Linked DNA regions of Ovis aries: region 1 is linked to region 2. A link is a contact called in public Hi-C data. All regions are on one chromosome and are shown on one strand. Each heading gives the region's core, a stretch centred on a gene start, on an enhancer-like site or on the middle of the called end of the contact. The rest is flanking DNA. Distances are from core to core; before and after follow the strand shown.

Region 1 (5,387 bases), core at 1,759-4,258, 170 kb after region 2:
AATGACAACTCTTAGAATGCCTACTTGAGCTATCCTGCAGATAAGAATTGAAATACTCACCAATAAGAAGACTTTTTAGTCTTCTGTAGTCTTCTGTTACATCAAAATCATCACCTGCAAATATTAACATGGGTTTTGTTCCCTCAGGACATTTACTATTCTAGGAAATAAAAAAATGTAATTATATAATTATCAAGTCTGAACTGTTTATATGCTGATTTTCAAGTAGTCAATATTTATAGCAACCGATTTTCATATTTTCTTAACTGTCCTAAAACTATATCTATGAATACTGATTTTACTTATCGTTCTTGGCCCCACTGCAAGGCATGTGGGATCTTAGTTCCCCAATCAAGAACTGAACCTGTGACCCCTGCACTGGAAGCACAGCCTTAACTACCAGAATGCCAGGAAGTCCCTATGAATACTGATTTTACTTAAAACTAGAGTGGGGATTTTTTCATTTATACATTTTTTTATACTAAAAAATTTTTTTTTCATTCTACTTTCTTAGTATCAATAAGTGATTAAAGAATGAGGTAAGCTACTTTCTATGCAAAGAATAAAATAAAAAGCTAAGCTGGAAAACAAACACATCCCTCTAATGGCCAACATTCCAGAGCTGAAATAAATTTAATTTCTTTGAATTATCTGTAACAATGTGCTTTTCCTACTGTGTCATTTGTAGTATTTTAAAATGTCATTTGTAGTATTTTAAAATAAAAACTAAATAAACTACCAGCTAAACATTCACATGGGAAGCAATATGTTATACAAGCTACAGAAAATATGGGCAGTCCTCACTCAACAGAATCAAAGCTCTTACTACAAAAAGTGTTTTGTCTAGTTCTGGCTTTTCTTTTTCTTTTCTGTTTTTTGGTTGCACTGCATGGTTTGTGGGATCTTAGTTTCCAAACCTAGGACTGAACCCAGGGCCCTCGGCAGTGAAAGCTCAGAGTCCTAAGTGAACCTCCAGAAATCTCTCTAATTCGAGATTTTTAATACCAAAAGGAATTGTGAATTTTTGTTTTACCAAAGTGAAAAAGAAACAAAGAGAAAAAATTCTTTAACTAAAGGATTAATTTAGGGAAGAAAAATGATTGTTGGTCTGAGCTTTCCATTGATTCTAATATCTCTAATATCTCTCTGACACTAATCAAGGATTTTCCAAATTGGGGGATGAGGGGGTGATAAGACAACAAACAAACAAACAAACATCCTCTGCCGCTGGCCCAGAGGTCATTTGTTGCCTCCCTGGTCACCATGACCACTCTTGTTGACATTCTATGCTTTCAACCTGAACCTACTACCTGTCTACTTAGGAGATGGGCTAAGTCTGATTGAGGGCCTGAATAGACCTTCCAGACCCACTGACTCTTCCGTGTTAATCTGTGCCTGAAAAATTAGTCAAAGTTAAGTTGCTCTGTCATGTCCGACTCTTTGCGACCCTGTGGACTGTAGCCCACCAGGCTTCTCCATCCATGGGATTCTCCAGGCAAGAACACTGGAGTGGGTTGCCATTTCCTTCTCCAGGGGATCTTCCCGACCCAGGGATCAAACTCAGGTCTCCTGCATTGCAGGCAGACGCTTTAACTTCTGAGCCGCCAGGGAAGCCCTAACTAACCTTAAATTTTAAATAATCTCATTCCTTAGACTTATTCTATGCAGAATAACCACCCCTAGAATTTTGATCATCTTAGAAAACAAGTTTCTAGATTAATCACTCTATTTCCTGGTAGTGTCTAATCACTTGTTGCTTAAGTATTAACAAAAGGATGAAGCTTGGCAATAAAAGTGGGCAAGTCAGAAAAGAAATGCCTGGTAGAGATGTCTTTAAAATGAGGAGGTAGAAATAAGGAGGAAATAAATCTGGAGAGAAAGTGCAACAAGACACACAACTTCAAAACAAACCAAAAATATAAGCTTGTATAATAACCAAATAACAGGTCATAGTGAAAGGGACTGGTTAATAGCCTATGTAGGGATTGCCAATGTAAGCACATTCTCATCAGTTAATGAATTTTATAGTTATGGATATGTTCCATGAGTGAAAATTTAGTACTCAATTTAAACAGCTCTTGTTAAGAACAAGCCTGCCAAACACTAATGATTTTGTGGTCCAGTTTAGAAGCTGCACAGTGACAGGGTATGTCTTTGCTCTGGAAGGGAAGTACAAAGAGCAGAGGGGTTGGCGTGTAGCCATCGGCCAGCACTCACGTCCACTGGCAGGTGGCCACACTAGCAGCAGCGGCACCGCTCATCTCCAGAGGTTCATACACAGCCCCAAAGAGGACCCGTAACACACTGTGATAACATGACGGCATCCACAACAAGGCATCACAGTTTACATAGTTTTCAAAATACCTTTCAACATATTATTTTCACTGATAAACATTTTCACATATATTATCTCATCTGACATTGTTACACCTATTTAACACTGGACTGCCAATTGTGGGCCAGGGAAATAACTGACTTGTCAGGTCACAAATGTCACCTGAATGACCAGCAAAGGCCTCAAACTCAAGTGTTCTGTCTCTAAATCCAGTCTCACTGTTCTACCCTGTACCTGAGGAGGCTCATGTAGCTGATTAAGTGGGGATCTAATAAAAGCTCTTTTTCAAATCTACAGGAAATCTAGACAGCATGTCCTCTTCTTAGAGGAGGCTGGGAAAAGGAGTGATTATGTATTTGCTATAATTCTTTCAACTATACCAAGATCCTCAAAGATCCATAAACTGAGAACAATTACATAACCTTCCATTAAAGACTTCAATATCCTTTCTTTCAAAATTCTTGAGTCCTAATGCTCCCCAGCCTTTTGGCTAAGATCAAGTATAGTACCAAAGTCCTTGAGTCCTAATCTTAGTTGTACCATTTATTATATGTATGACCCTAGGTCATCAACGGAATTCCTTTGGGCCTCTGTCACCAAATCTATACAACAGGGAAAATAATTTTGGCCTTAGAGGGCAGCTAAGAGGTCACAGTGAAATGTTGTGTTTGCTGGACAAGATCAAGCCAGAAGCAGAGGTCAGAGGGAGCAGAAGCCAAATTTGGATCCAGGAGCTGCATTAGGACAGTTTTTTGCCTTTCTAAAACTATTTACTACTTTCTATTTCATAATCCCAAACAAAGGAGACACAAAGGTGCCGGTCCTCAAGGGGAGAAGTGAGCTAGCAATTTGATGGCTAGCAGCCAAAATACTCTAGGATCACCCAGAGCTTCCTAGGCAAGCTTCCCTTCTTAGAAAAGGGTTCACTTTGAAAATTGTGAAATTTCTGAGGTTAAGGACAGCACTTCTACTAAGAGCCTAAGGGAGAGTTAGTAACAACTCTGAATTCTAACTGCCTACATATGTGTTATACACTGTAAATATCTTCTTTTTGAAGATAAAATGAAATTGTGCTTTTTAGTTTTTCGAGCACACTAGCATAAAAACCAAGTTCTTTCTCATTTAAGCTACAAAACTGTATCCTTACTCTTCACCACAAGATGTCACTATTGCCCAAGAGCAACATAAAACGCTTATTTAAAAAAAATCAATTATCTTACCTTAATATCTTTAAGGGAGACAAACTTCTCAATACCTAATTCAATCATATCCAGCACATGGTAGTCATACATACGACCTAGAAAAAAAACACATTCTCTTTTAATCATTTATTTTTCCAAAAGAGCTGCCTTATATTCATCTACTTATCTGTTTCTTTTTTTTGTCCTTTAATCTCCCAGACATGTTCCTTCTTTCTTAAATTTTCAACTCCACCTAGAATGAACTGTTACAACCTTGGTCCTGGAAAGGATCTTAAAAGATCACCTAGCCAAACTTCCTTATTTTACAGAAGAGCAAATAAAAGTCCATGGAGGGTAATGAGCTTGCCATTGAGTCACTGACTATGTCAACCCAAGTCTCAATACAGAGCAAGGGTTTATTTTCAAATATGTTTATTACACAGGTATTTATTAGGAAAGGGTCACTTTATGTGAGTATGATACTTTTTTTTTTCTAACTCTAATGCTGATTTTAGGATATATGTTTTATAGTCATAAAACCTCTGCAACTTGATTGAAGGTGATATTAACATGCCCATCCTTTACCTACAGACTGGTAGATAAATAAAAAACTAGCTTAGTGTTTACTGGTTACTCCTGAATACCATCAATATGAGCCACAGAACTGACTCTATAAAATGAAAGTTTTAAAAAGTAAATGACATTTACCTATTACTAGATTATTTGGCCGCTTCTTATTATGGGAGCCAAACATGAATAAAGAACAATCTGACTTCTTTGAAAAAAATTCCTGTAAAACCAAAGAAATTCCATTAAATCAATGGATAAATATAAGAACTTTAAGAATTGTACTTCTCTGAAATAAAAGGTACTCAAACTGGAAGGGAAGGGGCAAAACTGTCATTATAAGCAGAAGACATGCTACTAAACACAGAAAATCCTAGAGTCCACACAAAAACTATTAGAACTGATCAATGAATTCAGCAAAGTAGCAGGATACAAGATCAACATACAGAAACATGCTGCATTTCTTTATACTAACAAGGAAATACCAGAAAGGGAAAGTAAAAGAAAAAAAAAAAAATCCCTTTTTTATCACATAAAAAAAACCAACAACAACTTAGGAACAAACCTGCCCAAGCAAGTGAAAGACTTAAACGCTGAGAACCATTAAGACAGTGACAAGGGAAACTGAAGATGATTTAAAGAAACGAAAAGACATCCCATACTCTGGATTGGAGGAATTAATATCGTCAAAATGGCCATATTATCCAAAGTAATCTACAGATTTAATGTGATCCCTATCAAATTATCCACGATATTTTTCACAGAACCAAAACAAATAATCCTAAAATTTATATGGGACCTATATATAAAATATAGGTCCCTATATGGGACCTAAAGATCCAGAACTGCCAAAGCAATCCTAAAGAAAGAGAATAAATAAAGCAAGAGGCATAACCCTCCCACATTCCAGACAATACTAAAAAGCTACAGTAATCAAAACAGCATGGTAGCGGCACAAAAGCAGACTATGCATCAGTGGAACAGAAGACAGAGCCCAGAAATAAAGCCATACACCCACGGTCAATAATCTTCAACAAAGGAGGCAAAAATACACAAGGGAGACAAGACCGTCTCTTTAGCAAGTGGAGCTAGGAAAGCCAGACAGCTGATGTAAATCAATGAAGTTAGAACACACCTCACATAAAATAAACTCAAAATGGCTTAAAGACTCAAATAAAAGCAAAAATAAATAAGATCTAATCAAACTTACAAGCTTCTGCACAACAAAGGAAACCATAAACAAAATGAAAAAAGACAACCTGTAGAATGGGAGAAAATATCTGCAAACAATGAGGCCAATAAGG
Region 2 (5,025 bases), core at 1,066-3,565:
GTCGCACAGACCAAGGTTTAGCGCATTGTGCGTGTAGGAAGCTCATCACTTCCCCAAATATCTACTGATCTGTAGATACAAGCCCCCAGTGTGAAAGGTGAGTAATTTAGTATTACAATCTTTTTTTTCCACCCCAAACACAGTAGCTCTGGTTAGATTTTAAAAAGAGATTCAAAGGTTCCTAACCCTTTTCTAGGCTCCGGCACTGAGCCTAGAATGTGTCTCATTTAATGAGACACTGACTTTTGAGAAGTCTTTCTTGCTTCTGCTTCTTAAAACTGTACAGGAAATATCTTCTGTCATAATATTACAATCTCTAGAAGAATAACCCCCTGCTTCAGTTAGTTTATGTACCTAAGAACAACAACAAAAAAAGTCCTTGCTATTACAGCTCCCATTTCTGTCACAGAGAACATTTTTGGAGGAAATGTCAGTGGAAGTTTTGCTCAGAAATCTAAGCATAATGACGGAAGAGGAAAAAATGAGCTGCACCTGAATAAGCAGAAGGCACTTTCAGAGGCAGATGCAAATGATATTAATTTATATTCTCCTGTTGCTCCTATGAATTTATTCAATATAAAGTTTGCAGACTCTCAGAGCCTCTGGCTAGAAACCCACTAGCTGGCAGCAGTGGTCTTCAGGTCCATCACACCAAAAGGAAGTGTTCAGGGCACAGCCGGGCATCCGGCTTCTTCTAAAGCAGGCAGTCCTGTGGAAGCACTTGGCCCAGAAGCCTGCTCAGCTCTCCTACTGCACATGAACACCACCACGCCTGCCTGGAGGAGGAAGCAGCCCCAGTGCCACAGCCCAGGCGAGAAGAGAGGGCCGTAGTCTGATTCCTTGTTCAGGCAGAGGGACCGCGAAATGTCCGGGTGCCGTTGTAGAAGTAGCTTACGTTTGGTGAAGCATATACCTTTTATCCCAAGGTATCTTTCAGAAAATATAAAATACTAAAAGGGAACAAAAACAGCACCACCAACAACAAAACCGGTCAACGCGGCTCCGTTCGTTCTACTTCAAGCAGAAGTGACTTCCAGAAGAAGACGGATCTAAAAGTGCTGCGTTTTTCTAAATTACAAAAAACAATTCTGCATTTCAAAAGTAACTCATGAATATATTCCTGACAAAATTCAAACTGTAGAAAAATGTATACAGTAATAAATGAAAGTCTTCCTTCAACCCCCTCCCACCCTCAACCCACACTCTCCTGGTCAGGAATAACCACTCGATAATTTGATGGTCCTCCCAGACCTCTCCTGTGCGCACTCATCGAGGTTTGTCTGCTTACATACATGGATGTGATGTCCACACTTTGGTATGTGCGTGGCACAGAGCAATCTGACACAATGGGAAAGTGATCTTAACCCAAAGCTTTCGATTCTTTTCATCAGAGTTACAACTTGCACACCTGTGAAACACTCACACTGTTGAAACAGGTACACAGTAAAAATAGAAATCTGCAGTAACGTACTGGTGACTAGAAAGGCCTGTGAAGCTACGAGAGATGGCCGGGAAGATGCCAGGACACAGTCTTCCCTCTCCTAGTGACGTACTCCGGGAACCTCTGCAGAGATTCTCTTCACCCATCATTATTCTATATAACACATTTCGATCACCTCTTCGCTCAGTATTCAGAATTGTTAGGCTGAAAATACTTGGTTACCCAAGACCTTGCTGGAAGTTTAAATTCAGAACTCTTTAGCAAAAGTGTAAGATATATTCCTAAACTCTGTTCCCTATAAGCAAAGATCCCCACATCAGAAAAACCAAGGTCTCCTTTCTTGAGACCTGTTTCAAATCAGGGTCTGCCTCAGTATTCAACAGAATATTAAAATCTCACAAAAGCAAGGATTTACTAGTGATTCCCCCTGGGCAGGCAGTTTACATAAGCTGTCACCATGAATCCTCACACAGCCCTCTGCAGGATCTGGAGACAAGCTGTATCTCACTTTAGAGTCTGTGCTTTTCTGCTCTGCAGCCTCCCCAAACCCAAGATGACTGTGCCCTCAAAGCAGACCACATGGGATGCTGCAAACTGTGTCCCAGGCCAGGAAGCCACTCGGAACTGGTGTCACAGGGACAGGGAGGGAGGAGAACTGCCCCGACAAGGCTGAGCTGTAACAGAAGCAAGAAGCAGGCGTGTCTGAGAAAACCCAGCACCCACGAAAGGAAGGAGAGGAAGGTAAGCTGCGGAAGCATTCCAGCCCTTAACAGCGGGGCCAGAGGGCAAACAGCCAGGCAGGGAGACAGGGAGGGGAGGAGGAATAAGCCGACAGACAGAGCTGGACTTGATCACAGCAGAGAAGAGCCAAGAATCAAAAACCACACAACATTCGGGAGTCAGGGCAGGGGAGAGCGGGGAGGGCTGTTGGCGGCTCCCCGCAGCACAGGACGTAACGGCCAGCCTTGTGCTCCACGGGCCTCTCTGGGCTGCAGCCACCTCGCCTGTGACTCAGCACACACGACCAGGTGTGACACTCGCTGTGCCACACTGGGTGAGAAAAACTAGATGCGGCTTAAAGGCAGCCAGGCTGTGGCCCACCTTTCATCCAAAATGAAGCTACTCATCCTGCACTCACTTCCGTGTAACTAGGCCACACGTGGGCCAAGTCAGTGCAGGCTGTTTCCCTTCCTCAGTCACATGAACTACTAACGTATCTGCCCCCGTTACGTTGTAGATGACCCGACTGTCCACCTCTAGAGGGGAAACCTTTCTAAAGTCAAAGCTGTTTTGGAGTAAAGCGCTGATGCATAAAACACGCCGTGACCTCACCCATCGTGTCACCGCAGTCTGGGCTCCATCCTCTCTAACCTGGACTCTGTATCATCGCCTCCCTGGTCTCCCTCCCTCTTGCACTCCCGCTTCCCTCGCAGTCCTCAATCCTCCACACATGGAGCAACCACCCCGACTTCAAAATGCAAGATCACGTCATCCTCCAGCAAGGCCTACTGTGCTTAAAGTAAAATGTCTCCACTGTGTATTCCAAGGCTCTGTTTAATCTGGCCCCTCTTCTCCCCATGCCCTGCTCTTTCCAACCTCTTCCCAGGCCACTCTCCCTGTCTTCTTGAGTTCCCAATCACCCCCAGCTTTTCCCTGCCTCAGGTCTTGCTCTGGGAACTCAAGGACAATGTCTGTATCATGTTTGTATCACCCACCAGGGTTGGGGCTGGTGCTTGGGGCACAGTTCAGTTCAGTCGCTCAGTCGTGTTCGACTCTTTGCGACCCCATGAATTGCAGCACGCCAGGCCTCCCTGTCCTCTCTTTTAATAAATGAAAGGAAGCCGAAAGGCTGTAAGGCAACAAATGTCCACTAGAGGGCTCCCTTGACACTTGAGAACAAGACTGTTCTGTTAAACGCGACAGAGATACCATCACAGTTAAGGTGTTAATAAAGAGGAATGATCGTAACAGCAATACTTTCAAAGGTAGTACTCTCCCAGCCTTCCAGCTATGTGACCAGACTCCTTACTGCGCTGACCGCCTAGATCTATAGAGATACCCACAGTGAGGCAGCCTCTGTCCCCCGGAGTTCGCATCTGTAAGTGTGGTAGCACGCACCTTGAAGGGCAGGGCAAGGAGGAAAGGCGCACTTGGTTCACTGACCGTCACAAACTACTGTGTAGTTTTAGAATATTTACGTCACCCCAGAAGAAACCCCACAGCCAGCAGCAGTTACTCCCCAGACCCTCCTTCGCTCAGCCACCAGCAACCACTGATCTACACTTTCTGTCCCTGGATCAGCCAATGCTGGACACCAGGTGTACAGGGAACCACACAGTATGTCGCCTTTTGTGGCTGGATGAACCCTGGCCCCGCCTCCTCTGTACTCACCCTTCACAGCTGCTAGGTTAAGCTTTATAAAATACAACTCTTTGTCACGCCTCGTATTAAAAATCCTTAATGGCTCCTGGCAGATTCAGGACCGAGCTCAGCCTCTTCTGTGTTCACAAAGGCCCTTCCCAACCTGACTCCTGCCTATTCGCCAGCCAGCCAACCTACGATTCTCTCTCTAGTCCACTCACACGCTGTCTCCCGGGCACAGCACACAATGCCACCTCTCCATCTCCTCGCCCATGTGGCTTCCTCTGCTTGCAGCTCTCTTCTCCGTTTTCCTTGTCTGTCTAACTGTCACCTCTCAACAGTCCCCCAGCCAGGGGAGCCTGCTCAGACCTCCTCTAGTGATTCAGCTGCTTCGTGCCTGTGTTTCTGTGGCCCGCCTAGCCCCGTTATTCCACTGCGCTGCAACACGGCTTTATCTGTCTCGCCCAGAGACCATTCGTCACAGAGCACACAGATGGTGTTTCATCTGTAGCATTTAGCACAGTACCGGGCGTGGAGGAGTCACTTAAATACTTGTCAAGTGAACAACGGTATGGTCTCGGGACAGCACAGCCCACAACACCCAGAAGGCAATCTGCAGTGAAGAAACTCAAAAGACATGCACATCCCTGAATTTCACAGGGTACTGCAAAAGGCACATGACCATGAGAACCACGTCAAAAAGAAAGCATTCTTAGAAAAAGCAGAAGATAGAGAACCATTCTGGTTTGGTGCAGTTCCATGACAACAAAGAATACTGTTTGTTCGCCAGTTTCTCATGTTGAAAACCCCAAACTCTGGACTACCCTGGCAGTCCAGCGGTCAAGACTCGGAGCGCCCTCTGCAAACCGGAGCACTGGTTCAACCCCTGGTCGGGGAACTAAGATCCCACATGCCGTGCAGCACAGCCAAAGAAAAAACCCAGACCTCATAACTGATTTTGCCCTTCAAAAGCTGCTTGTTAAAAGGTCTAGAGAATAGTTCTCACGTTTACGGAATAATTTAAGTAAATAAGTACATACATGAGCCACTATGTGACAAGGATAAATTTGCTAGAGGAAGAAAGGCTTATTAAGGAGGTACCTGTAAGGGCTTCCCTGGGGCCTCAGTGGTAAAGAATCCACTTGACAACGCAGAGGGGACAGGTTCAATCCCTGGTCCAGGAAGATCGCACATGCCACAGAGCAACTTCTATTGAGCCCGCG

Evidence for each region. A called contact is a pair of places that touch in the nucleus more often than the background predicts.
Region 1: a contact with region 2 is called in a Hi-C map of liver, with 5 times the contacts expected there. The contact joins two enhancer-like sites. A contact is called at or near these places in 11 of 16 Hi-C or Micro-C datasets (hypothalamus, liver, mixed tissues and 5 more).

What each region holds. Positions count from the first base shown.
Region 1 is chr8:26,661,478-26,666,864 of ARS-UI_Ramb_v3.0, forward strand. RPF2 (ribosome production factor 2 homolog) reads right to left here. Exons shown (of 10, transcript XM_004011200.5): 5 at 4,225-4,306; 6 at 3,556-3,632; 7 at 61-160. Among named protein-coding and RNA genes, the nearest start is that of RPF2, 16 kb to the right of the region's middle. Within about 2 kb of position 3,009, at least 4 of the 54 cell types and tissues checked have an H3K27ac peak or open chromatin away from gene starts, as enhancers often do. A contact at or near this core is called in liver, where this site is marked.
Region 2 is chr8:26,494,461-26,499,485 of ARS-UI_Ramb_v3.0, forward strand. All of the region lies in intron 4 of SLC16A10 (solute carrier family 16 member 10), which reads right to left. Among named protein-coding and RNA genes, the nearest start is that of MFSD4B, 29 kb to the left of the region's middle. Within about 2 kb of position 2,316, at least 18 of the 54 cell types and tissues checked have an H3K27ac peak or open chromatin away from gene starts, as enhancers often do. A contact at or near this core is called in liver, where this site is marked.